Regions from separate parts of the Pan troglodytes genome. Here region 1 is linked to region 2. The links are chromatin contacts, called in public Hi-C maps. All regions are on one chromosome and are shown on one strand. The core of a region is the stretch at or near the end of the contact, and the rest is flanking DNA. Distances in the headings are between cores, read along the strand shown. Region 1 has its middle 14 kb from the start of TACC1. Region 2 has its middle 35 kb from the start of LINC03042.

Region 1 (6,513 bases), core at 3,625-6,124, 150 kb before region 2:
GCTGTGTTTGTGGGAAGCACACCAGGCAGAAAGTCTCAAAGCCTGGGATCCGGCCCACGTCTGTCACCAGCCAGCTGTGTGATCATCGAGGGTCACATGTCAGAACCCTCACTTCCCTTATCAGGGCAACAAAGAATCAGAGCCGCTGAACAACTTCTTTCTTGTTCTGATATTCTGTTATTTTATTTTGAGCGCATTGAGCTATGAGTTCACAGAATGCACAATGACATCTAAGCAAACTTGCTAGTTTTAAAAATAGGCCATGTACGTGAATGTGCATTGAAGTGTGCACCAAGACAAGGATTGTGGACAACAATACTGTGGCCAGGGTGGTGGTCAATTGGCAGATTGTCCTGCAAACCCTCCTACCTTTGCAGTTTGATTCCTTTTTTGTCTTCAGAAAGTCCTCTCTTAAAATTCAAATTTTTCTGGGTCCCATTTCATTACCTTAAAATCCTAGGATTTCAAGCTAGAAAGGATTTAGCAAGTAATACTTCAGTTATCCCATCAAAACCTTGCAGGGATTGTTGACAGGCAACTGGGATGAGACAGGCTCTTAGTGGCACCTGGGTAATCAGCCCCAGTGACGCTGCAGGCTGTTGATAGGGAGAGAGGAAGATACTTAAGTGAAATTGATCCTACCGTGTTAGTTTCTCCTCTAGCCATTATTAGTAACACATGTACTTCTACAAAAGCAGGACTTGCGTTCCAAATACAAGGTATTCTGTACTTCCCCACTTCTCTCTCTAGGGTTCCCTCCACCATCCACTCAGTTGCACACACCGAAGACCTGGAAACCATTGTCTCCTTTCCCCGCCTCTCACACGCAGTCTGTCAGCAAATTCAATCCTCTCTTCCTTCAAATATGTCCCCTATCTGCCCGCATATCATCACCGCCACTGCTAAAACTCAGGTGAAAGTCATGTCATCATGTCAGAGCGAATGCAACAGCCCCCTCCCTTGTTCTCTTGCATCTACTCTTGTTCCCCTAAAGACCATTCTCTAGAGAGCAGACAGGACCATCATCTCCCGTTGAAAACCCTCCAATCAGTTTCCATTGCTAGTCCAGTGAGATCCAAACTCCTTACCACATTGGCACGGCCCCTGCTTACCTCTCAACCTCTGTCCAAGGCCCAGGCACTCTGGCCTTTCTGTCCCTCACACAGGCCAAGCATTTTGCTCTTTCATGGCTTAGAACGTGTTATTACCTTTTTCTCCAGATCTTCATACACACCCCAACCTCTAACACTAGTGGGGTCCAGGAACAAGGGCTGGAATGGAAACCCATAAACCATATCTCCAAGTATTTAAAAGTTATAGATCACTCTAAAACCTATCACATAAAACATGTTCCAGCCTCTTAACATGTCAAATGCCTTCATAATGACAAAATTGAAAAATATGTGTAAACACATGGTTTTGATGACTGCAAGTTAGCAAAATACAAAAGAAAATTAAATTTATTACTGTGCATATTTAACTGTTCTGTTGACTGGTTGGTGATATTTGAATGAGTAATAAAAATAGAGACATATGTATTATCTATGACTTATATGTTTATTCCACAAAGTTTATTTTTTTGTTTCATTTCGATGTAATCACTAATATAATCATTTTCAAATAATTGTGTTATATTGAGATGAATGATATAAAATATTTTTTAAAATGTTATTGTCCTCAAAGTGTAAAAAATTAAAATATATTATCATTAAAATATAACTGAAAGTAAATATTTGAAAATTAAAATAGTTTTCATATATCATTTCAAAAAAGTTATTTTTCTCAGGTATTCAACATTATTTATAATTAAACAAATATGTGTTCTAATTAGTGAATATGAAAAGTTTAAATTACAATTATTTAAATAAAGCTGAAAAATTCTTTTGGAAAATCTAGCTAAATTATATTAGATATTCTTACTATTTAAAAAAATTCTCAGGCTGAGCATGGTGACTCACACCTGTAATCCTAGCACTTTGGGAAGCCGAGGCAGGAGGATCACTTGAGCCCAAAAGTTTGAGACCAGCCTGGGCAACATAGTGAGACTCTGTCTCCACAAAAAAATTAAAAAGTAACTAGGTGTGGTGGCGCATGCCTGTGGTCCCAGCTACTGGGGAGGCTGAGGCAGGAGGATTACTGGAGCCCAGGAGGTCAAGGCTGCAGTGAGTCATGATTGTGCCATTGCACTCCAGCATGGGCAACATAAGGAGACCCTGTCTCAAAACAAACAAAAGAGAAAACGTGTCTCAATTTTGGTGTTCAGTGCTGTCAAGGTAAATAATTGGTATGCTTTGAGCATCTTACATCTAAACCAACATACATACACATTTAAGAGAAATGCGAATTACTTGACATTGCAAATGTTCCTCATCCATCATGTGTAAACATCCTAAATACCTCTTTAATCCATGAGCATCTCCAGAACACAAAGAGAAGAAAAAGACAGATTCTCAGAACTCTGGGAAACAATTCTTCTTTATGCAATAATCTAGTGCTCTGATGCTGTTTTGAGAAAGGTTTGAACAAATTAGTTAATTTGTCCTTTCTCTCACCTAAGCACTTTCGCCACACAAATTCTCTCCGGCACCACCCACAACCTTGACGGCATTAGGACGAGGTGGTGGAGAAGCGTTTCCCTGGAGTCTGAACCGTGTTAAATAATCAGAGTGGTTGGGGTCCTCCAAATCCCCAGGCCCAGGACAGGGGCCCCTATTGCCCTGTTCCAAGGGTAGTTCCTTCTTTCATGCCTCCTGGGTACCTCCTTATAGAAAGGCCTTCTCTGGCCACCCTGAATAACTGATGTGGCATCCATACTGCACCACCCCAACCATTCTGTGTCCCCTTGTCCCGTATGATCTTTTCATAGCAATTTACACCATCTGAAATCACACCTTTCTCTGCCCACCATGGACCTCGTCATGTGCATAAGCCCTCAATGCCTATTTGTTAATGATTGGACATCTCTGACCATCAGATTCCAGAGGTGCCTCAGCAATGGACATTTATTTGTGCGATGGTTTAATACACAGTGTCTCCTCATCCATGCTTTCGTGAGATTCCCATGACCTGTGAAGAACAAAGGGCACGCCTGGGGCTCAGAGAAGTTACGAGGTTTGCCACTGTGAGCAAATGGTAGAGCTAAAGCTAACCATACAATTAGGACTCTTTCCCCTAGACCCCTAGAGTGAAGAAGGAGCCTTGAGGGTTTATGGTGCAGCCTCAAAACACACACCCGTGGTGAGCGGCCGCACACAATTCTGCCCCTAGAGGGCAGTGGCTGCACACACATGGACATCGGACGCATTTGGACCACTAGCTGGTTAGTGATGGGTGTCCACGTCTTCACCTAGTTTTTTGTTTTTGTTTGTTTTGTTTTGTTTTTTGAGATGGAATCTCGCTCTGTTGCCCAGGCTGGAGTGCCGTGGCACAATCTCAGCTCACTGCAACCTCCGCCTCCAGGGTTCAAGTGATTCTCCTGCCTCAGCCTCTCAAGTAGCTGGGACTACAGGTGTGTGCCACCATGCCCAGCTAATTTTTTGTATTTTTAGTAGAGGCGGGGTTTCACCATATTAGCCAGGATGGTCTCGATCTCCTGACCTCGTGATCCGCCTGGCTCAGCCTCCCAAAGTGCTGGGATTACCGGCGTGAGCCACTGCACCCAGCCAACTTCACCTAGATTTTAGAAGACGGAGACATCCTGATCATACCAAGACAAGAATACAGTTCCATAGACCTTACTGGCCTAGTGTGTTTCCAGGAAGTCTGGAACTTCCTGGGTGGACCTCCTGCCTTTACCACGACTTCTTCCAAGGAGAAAGCTAGAACTCAAGCCCAGTTCAACTCTGTGTTTTCCTTTCTGCCCTTGGATACCTTCCTACCAGTCTTGCTCAATTTGGGCACTCCTGACATTTTGGACTGGAAATTTTTGTTACTGTGGGGGGCTGTCCTGTGCATTGTGAGGGGCTGTCCAGAATCCCTGGCCTCTACACCAAATTGCTAGCAGTCCTCACTCCCCGTCTCAGTTGTGACAACAGAAAATGTCTACAAACATTGCCAAATGTTTGGGGGAGGTAGAAGGAGAAGGTAACAACATTGGCCTGGTTTGAGAGCCACTAAACCAAACCAGCCATGGAATAGATGCCGTGGAGTCTAGCCGTGAACTGTTGTCCAGGAGGCGGCTGGGGAGGAATTCACAAATGTTCCCAGCACATGATCTGGCAATTTCTGTGTAAACTTTTCTTCCAGTGATATTTAATTTTTTTTATCATCTCCAAATGGTAATTGTTTGCAAATTAAGTGGTGTTTATCCTCCTGGCTATGAACTCTAAACAGAGTGCAGGAGCTTTTTTGTTTTGTTTTCTTTTGGTGTGTATGTGTGTGTTTTCTGGTCTGCACGGTTCTCAGTCCCTCAGAACCATTTATTTCCTTTTATTGTTGTTTTCCTCACTTGGCTTCCCCCCTCCACCAGACAGGCTTAATAACTGGCAATCATCACATCGCAGGGCAAAGCAGTCGGCAGCCACCCCCGCAACGGAGGAATCAGAGCCTGAATGCTCTGGAACTATTGCCTCTTTTGTTTTTCCAGGCAGACTCCAGTTTTGTCTCTTGACTATCCCTGAATAAAGAGAATCTTAAAACATCATGTGGCTGCAAATGGCTTCACATAAGCTGGAAGGAGCAATAAACAGGAAGTCCACAGCAAAGGAGAAATAAAAATGATCAGTCAATTAGGCTGTGAGAATGACTTCACTGAGCGCCCCCCCACCTCCACCTCCAAGGCATCTTTGGAGGAAACTGGGCTGCATTAATCAGGCCTGGGCAGGCAGGCCCCAGAGCAGAGCTGCCAGGAGGGAAGGCCTGCAGTGAGCCAGCGATGGGGAGTGAGTGCCACACCACTTCCAGAGCCAAAGATCTGCCAGGAGGGGCAGGACAATGTGGCCCACATGCGGTGAGCAAATCATCCAGCCAAGTTGCAAAACTTCCATGACACTCTTTTATCCTGTCCTGGGGTGGGATGAGAGGCCCCACGATGAGGAATGAACACAATTGCCCCGGTGCTGCAGCCCACACCTGGCTGCTCTGGTGACACTCTGGACTCTCACATTCAGACAGGACCCCCCACAGTGTTCTTGAGCCATCTCGGCCCCGAAAGTCCCATGTCTAGGGAACTTGCTGCCCTTCCCAGCCACCACCAGTGCCTATGGCTTACATGCCCAGGTATCCTGACCCAGCGATGCCCCTCCAGAGCAGGAATCATCACCACGATAAGTTAGGCCCGGCTCCACCCTACCCAGGAGGCCTTCCTGAAAACAGCATCACAGAGAATTCGGAGGACGTCATAGCTACTGCTTTGATGTCGGGCTTAAAGAGAAAGCATGCCTCCTAAAGCAGAGAGAGAGGAGAGAAAGAGATAATCAGCCTCTCGGTGTCTCATTTCATGAAGAGGGTCAGATTGTACAAACGGGGAGTTAAATAAAAAAGGATGTAGGAGGAGGTTCAAACTAATTTGAGGTCAGAAAAGTGAGAAACATATTTTTAGTTTCTAAGACCACCTAAAGAAGGCAGGGTAGTCCAGGCATGGTGGCTCACTCCTGTAATCCCAGCACTTGGGGAGGTGGAGGCGGGAGGATTGCCTGAGCTCAGGAGTTTGAGACCAGCCTGGGCAACAAGGTGGAACCACATCTCTAAAAAAAAAAAAAAAAAAATAGCCAGGTATGGTGGTGCATGCCTATAGTTCCAGCTACTTGTGGGGCTGAGGCGGGAGGCTCTCTTGAGCCCAGGAGATCAAGGCTGCAGTGAGCCAAGATCATGCCACTGCACTCCAGCCTGGGTGACAGAGCAAGACTGGGTCTCTTAAAAAAAAAAAAAAAAAAGCAGGGTATACCACATGTAGAATATTATGATTTAAAAGTAGTTCCCTCTCCAATCCTAGTTCCTCTAGTCCATCTTATTTTATTTATTTATTTATTTAAGAATGAGTTTCGCTCTTGTTGCCCAGGCTGGAGTACGCAACACCATCTCAGCTCACTGCAACCTCTGCCTTCTGGGTTCAAGCGATTCTCCTGCCTCAGCCTCCCAAGTAGCTGGGACTACAGGCACCCACCACCATGCCTGGCTAATTTTTGCATTTTTAGCAGAGATGGGGTTTCACCATGTTGGTCAGGCTGGTCTCGAACTCTTGACCTCAGGTGATCCACCCACCTCAGCCTCCCAAAGTGCTGGGATTATAGGCGTAAGCCACCACACCTGGACTAGTCCACCTTATTTTATTGTGGCTACGCTGTAAATCCATTCTGGAAGTGGCCAGGGTCATGTCTCTATACTAGGGGTTCAGCTGCGGATAGTGGGGAGCATTTTCAAGGAGGCCTGAGAGAAGGCAGGTGTTATGCATGATGCAAAACAGCAGGGTGATGGCAGAGCTCTGACCTCAATGCTCCTGAACTAGAGGTGGTCGTTAGGACTAGGTTGTTTTCCAACAGCTGACACCCCTGTGATTGGACCAAAGAGTTAGAT
Region 2 (5,961 bases), core at 1,108-3,607:
GCTGGTCGGGTCTCCCAACTAGATGGTGAGCTCATTGGAGGCAGGGACCAGATGGGTACCTCTCTGCATTCTCTACAACACTGGGAGCCCAGAAGACCTGCAGCAAATATTTCTAGATTGATTGGTACCTTGGATGGTTGACAACTGTGCAGAAGGAGGGCTGCTTTTCTCCCCGCAAATCTTTGCCTGCCCCTATGACCTGCCTGGTCTATGGATTCACCACTTCCTGTTCCAGGCATTTCTCTTCTCACCAGGAGGCTGCTCGGGCCAGGTCATTTATCTCTGAGTCCTGTCTTCTTGGGAGAAGGACTGCTCAGCAGGTGCCTGATAACAAGCCCATTAAACCTCTCTCTCTGCTCTCAGCATGAGCGCTCCTGCACTCTGCAGTGTTTATCTTCCCTTCCAAGCAGCTGGGAGGATGAGCAGGGTCCACTGTGGAGAGAAGAAAGCAGGAAAGAGACTGTACCTGGAGCCGTGGGTCACCGGAACAACAAGAACTGCACACAACACACCCCGAAGGAACAGCAGTGGGACAGAGGTTAATAGAAAACCAAACTCCATCCCATCCCTCCTCCTCCACCTGCTCCTCTCTCTCCAACACACACACACACACATACACACACCCTCCTTCCTTGTACCCCTGACATGAAATACAGGAATAATACCCACAGCAGAATACAGGAAAGAGGAAAAGCAAAAGAAGCTACCTTTTACGGTGGGAATTGGTGTGGGTGGTCCCTAGTCCCCAGGGTGCAATTTGAGAGTATCAGGTGGGCCTAACTCCTCTGCCGCCTGTCACCAGGGCCTGAGAATTCCCATTTAGAGTTGTTCCCGTGATGTTTCCACAGTCCCCCTTTGAGAAGTAAATATTGGGCAGCCAGAGCTAGCTCTGTGGCACTCAGAAGGGCCCCACACTTGGTTTAATGTTCTGCTGTTGCTATCTTGAGATTCTTAATTTTTTAAGGAGGAATCTTGCGTTTTCATTTTGTACTGGGCTTAGCAAATTATGTAGCCAGTCCTGTGGGCCACAGAGAGGAAGGGTCTTCAGAGACAGGATGAGGACAGAGCAGAATCTCCTTGTGGGACTGTGTGCAGGGGCTGGTGAGCGCTGGCAGAGCTGTCCTGGGATTGAGGGCTCACTTCACCGGCTGCATTCAGGCCCACAGAGAACAAGAGGCCACAGCCTGCAGCTGCTCAGGGAACCTGCCTGGGGCCAGACCAAACTCTCTGTTTTTTACCCCTCACCAGCCTTTTCCAAGTCACCGAAGCCAGGGGAGCACAGAGCTGAGAGGTTCTGGGGCTCACTGTGTCTTAGGGAGGACATCAGAGGTCCCCCTGTCCCCAGCTCTGAGCGTGCACAGGAGCCTGACCACACTTAAACCAGGCCCTGGTTCGGTCAGTCCACCAGGCCCTGGGTCAGCCTCTAGCCACAAATCCTTCCACAGTCGCCAGAGCCCTGACAAAGCTGACTCTAAGGAAACTGGGACTGGGAACCCCCGGTTCACCAGGGCTGAACCGACTCCAGAGGGAGCTCATCAGACAGACCATGAGAGAGTAGAGAATTCACTCCCAACGCCATCTCCAGCAGGAGCCCTGCTCTCTCCTCTGGGAAAAGCAGCACTTTCTGCAGGGTTGGCAGGAGCGAGGCCTTCCTTCAGGCCAGGACTCAGTCCCTTTGCATCCCAGTGTCAAGCCCAGGGCCTAGCCCAGGGAAACCCCTGGAAGAGAAACGAGGAAGGAGGGAGGGAGGGATGATCTAGGCGTGTCTATTCAGAGTGGAGCCTAGGAGGCCCTCCTGTCTTCTAGTCCCCTCCAAAACAGCCTGTCAGATTCCACGAATATGATTTCATTCCCTTTGCCTTTGGGGCTTGAGAAGCACTCATAAAATTCAAATGTCCCTGGAAATAGTCATTCTATGAGCTTTCTTCCTTGGAGATAAAGGTAGGTGCTTAGAGATGGTGAAGGCAGGAAGGAGGCAGGGAGGAGGGAGACAGGGAGGGAGGAGGAGGAAGGGCAGGGATGACACACAGCTGCTGCACCCGTGGGCCCTGGGCAGGAGCACAGCAGCCACCGGAGTGGAGAGAGGCCCTGGGCGGTCACTGAAGCTACATCTGGGCTGCCGGGCAGACGGAGGCTGCTCCACATGGCTCCTGATCTGCTGATTATTGACTTCTGCTTCTCCCAGGCTCCTTCCTGCCCCAGTTCTCTACTGTCCTGGGCCGATGCCTCCTCGCTTCCCTGGTGACCAGAAAGCAAGGCCTCCCCTGCACGATGGGTGGGAGCACAGGGAAGGGTGGTACTACTGCGGAGTGTCAGAGCTCTGCCTCCTGCCTCCCCTCCCCCAGGCCCTCTGAGTACCCTGCCGCTGAGGCTGAGGCTGAGGCTGAGGCCATGCTGAGAAGTCTCCTGCCACGTCCGACTGCAGGAGTGGGAGGAGGAGCTGGAGGTGGGGGCTCTCAGACACTCATTGAAAATCCCGCCTGCCCCACAGAACGCAACCTCATTAAGATGGCCTGCTGGAGAGAGGATTAAGGCATCACAGTGAGTCCCCATCATGTGGTTGTTATTATCAGTCGTTTCCATCATCATTCAGAACTCATAATTCAAAACTGGTGCCCTCTTGCCAGCCGTGGCTGCCCTGGGATCAGCTGATCAGAGCCAGGCTCCCCCACGCCTACATTCCCGCTTTGAACCCATAAGCATGTGGAAGCCTCAAGCACGCAGGCCTCCAGACCTGCCTAAAAGAGAAAGGGAGTGGCCCACTCCCCCAAACCAAAGGGAGTGACGGTGGCGGGGTGAGGCGGTGGGGGCCGGTGGGGGGCTGGTGGGGGGCAGCTGGTGGTCAGGGAAGGCCTCATGAGGGAGGCGGCGCCAGGCCCTTGAATAGGGGAGGGGCAGAGAGGACAAACAGAGCTTCTTTCCTTCTAAAGCGCCTGTCTCTGCTCCCCTTCCTGGCACCCCTAATAGCCTAGAAGTTTCCCTGTATCTGCCCCAAAGGCAGCAAAAAGCATTTTCCTGGGAATTCTAGGGATCAAAGTGGTCTTCACTGCCCCAGAATTCCCCCTAGTGAACCTGGTAGTGAGGACAATAACTCCTGGTTCCTCTTCACACCTGCAGCTGCTACCGGGGTGACCTCCAGGGTCCTCACTGCCGCTCCCTCCCGTCTCAACCTGGAGAGGAGAGTCACTCCTTGGAATCGTCACCTGCAGTGACCCTAGGCATGGGGGAGCACCCCAGGAAGGCCTTAGATACTTTACAGTGTTCTCCCTACAGGGGAGGCTCAGCTCCGGCTGCTGCCCTCACAGACAAGGTCGCCACTGCAGGGAGTGGGCTCCCGGGGGAAGCACCCAGGCCCGAGCTCCAGTCCACTCATTCCTTCATTTGTCCTTTCATTCACTTCGCTGACTGTCTAGTGAGCACTTCCTACGGGCCAAGTGCTGAGCTGTGGACTGAGGTACGGAGGTAAGGGCCACATTATCCTCCCTGAGCTCACAGCTGCAGTGGCAGGCGGTAGAGTTGGCACTTTGAGGGTGGGACATCGTGGGGGAGGCTGGGGGTCTCTGTCCTTACCCTCAAAAAGCTCACAGCCTCAAAACCTAACACAGGGTAAACCAGGAGAGGAGTCGGCATGGAAGTCTTCTTGGACACAGGAGGAGCACGCCGGCCTCGAGACAGGAAGAGCTCACCTGGAGAAAGGGGAATGGGGAGGAGGAGGGCAAGGCTAAACACAGGAGAGACAGCAAGGCAAAGGCCTGGAAGCAACACCTAGAACCTTCCAGAAGATTAGAAGAACTGGCACAGCCATGATTCTGGAAGCTGGAGCTCAGAAAGAAAAGGGGAACCCACCAAAGGGCTTCAGGCAGGGGCCGTGAGTGGTCAGATGTACGTGTTGGAAAATGCCTGGCCTCGGTGAGGGGGGGCGACTGGAGGACGCCATGTTGGAGGACCTGCCGTTGTCTAGTGAGAGGTGATGGGCACCTGAACCAAAGCAGTGAAGGTGGGGATGGGACAGAGGGGCCGATCTGATGGGTTCAGGAAGGGGCATCAACAGGATGGGGTGACAGTGTGGAAGGCATGCAAGAAGGAGGATGATGCCCAGCACCTGGCTCCAGCAGCAGGAAGGACAGCCGAGCTGTTCACAAAGGCAGAGAAGGGAAGACAAGGAGCAGGTTCCCGGGGAGTAATAAAACTGTTCAATTTTGAACTTGCTGAGTTTCTTGGGGTTTTTTGTGGGACGAATAAGAGATGCTAGAAAGCTGTTAGAGGGCTGGGCATGGTGGTTCACCCCTGTAATCCCAGTACTTTGGGAGGCAGAGGTGGGAGGATTGCTTGAGCCCAGGAGTTTGAGACCACCCTGGGCAACATGGTGAAACCCCACTTATACAAAAAATAAAAAATTAGCTAGACATAATGGCCCACGCCTGTGGTACCAGCTACTCAGAAGGCTGAAGTGGGACAGGAGATTGAGGCTGCAGTGAACCATGATCACAACACTGTACTCCAGCCTGAGTGACAAAGTGAGACCCTGTCTAAAAAAAAAAGAAAGAAAGAAAGAAAGAAAGAGAGAAAGAAAGAAAAGAAAAGAAAGGAAAAGAAAGAAGAGAAGAGAAGAAAAAAAAAACTGTTAGGTATTCCTGCCTAGACCTTGAACATTACAGATTTGGAAGACAATGGCAAACTGCAGTCATAAATGAGGTCATTCAGTTTGTAAATGACAATGAGGATAAGTCACAGAGGCACACCCTCATATAACAGAAAGGGAAGGGGAAAGGAACAATAAGAGAGAGAAGAAAAAATCAGGGCAGAAAAAGAGGGAGTGCATTAGGACTTTTCCGCATGTAACAACAAAGCCAATTCAAACTGACCTAAATAGTAAAAGTGATTTACAGGGACATGTGACTGGAAACACAGGGCCAGATCTGGCTTCAGGTTCAATTTGATTCAACCGCTCTACCAATGGCATCAAGGATCCAGTTTCTCTCTGTCCTTCAGCTCTGCCTTCTGCAGGATTAGCTTTATTATAATGCCAGCGGCCAAAACACCCAGGTTTCTTACTTCCCCCTCCAAATCCAGAGGGAACAGGCCATCATACCCAGAGACCTCTCAGTACATCAAAGAAACATCTTACCTAGAAACTGCAAATAAATTTTTTTCCCAAACTGATTGTCTTGAATTTGGTAACATCTTCACCTCTGAACCAATTTCTATGGCTTTTATTGCTTATGCCAAATCCATTTTCCCCAGACTTGGAGCTTAGGATAGAGTTGATTTTCCACAAAGCACATAGACAGAGGGGTAGATTCCTCAAGTAAAAGCAGGGTACAGGAGTTACCTTATTACCAAAAGACAGAAATACTGGACATGAGGGAGGCAATCCAATACAAAATAACACAGGTGAGAGTTCTCAAGAAAGAGGAAGTAGACAACAGCAGCAAAAACTATAGAGAGGCCAAGGAACAACCAAATTGAATGTGTGTGTAAGGTGGGATGGGGGAGATCTATGAGGAAATTCTTCCTGAAAAACTGGCAATCCTTGAAGAGCATCAAACCATGCATGGACTTCAGATAAGATGTGTGTGTGCACATGTATGCACGCATAGGCTTTAGCTAGGACACATGGATGTACGTGTATACATGCATGGGTTTTAGTTAGAATGTGGGTGTGTGCGTGTATACATGCAGAGGCTTTAGATAGGACACATGTATGCATGCATAGGCTTTAGACAGGACATATGTATCCATGCATAGGCTTTAGATAGGACACATGTATGCACACATGGGCTTTAGACAGGATGTGTATGATACCATGCATGTGTACTAGTGCATGCACTCACACCACACACATTGGGAAGGAGGGGTGTCCTGGCAACAGGAGGGTCTTGTGCAGAGATCCAGAGGCAAGTTTGACAGCACATTCTGATGGAGAAAAGCAGGAATCTAGTGCAAGAATTGGAGGCAGCA

What was found. Hi-C and Micro-C count contacts between places; a contact is called where the count stands out from the background.
Region 1: a Hi-C map of induced pluripotent stem cells shows a contact between it and region 2, with 2.7 times the contacts expected there. The contact joins two enhancer-like sites. A contact is called at or near these places in 2 of 7 Hi-C or Micro-C datasets (both in induced pluripotent stem cells).

What each region holds. Positions count from the first base shown.
Region 1 is chr7:47,110,247-47,116,759 of NHGRI_mPanTro3-v2.0_pri, reverse strand. No RefSeq gene overlaps it. Among named protein-coding and RNA genes, the nearest start is that of TACC1, 14 kb to the left of the region's middle. Within about 2 kb of position 4,874, at least 5 of the 24 cell types and tissues checked have an H3K27ac peak or open chromatin away from gene starts, as enhancers often do. A contact at or near this core is called in induced pluripotent stem cells, where this site is marked.
Region 2 is chr7:46,961,952-46,967,912 of NHGRI_mPanTro3-v2.0_pri, reverse strand. No RefSeq gene overlaps it. Among named protein-coding and RNA genes, the nearest start is that of LINC03042, 35 kb to the right of the region's middle. Within about 2 kb of position 2,357, at least 5 of the 24 cell types and tissues checked have an H3K27ac peak or open chromatin away from gene starts, as enhancers often do. A contact at or near this core is called in induced pluripotent stem cells, where this site is marked.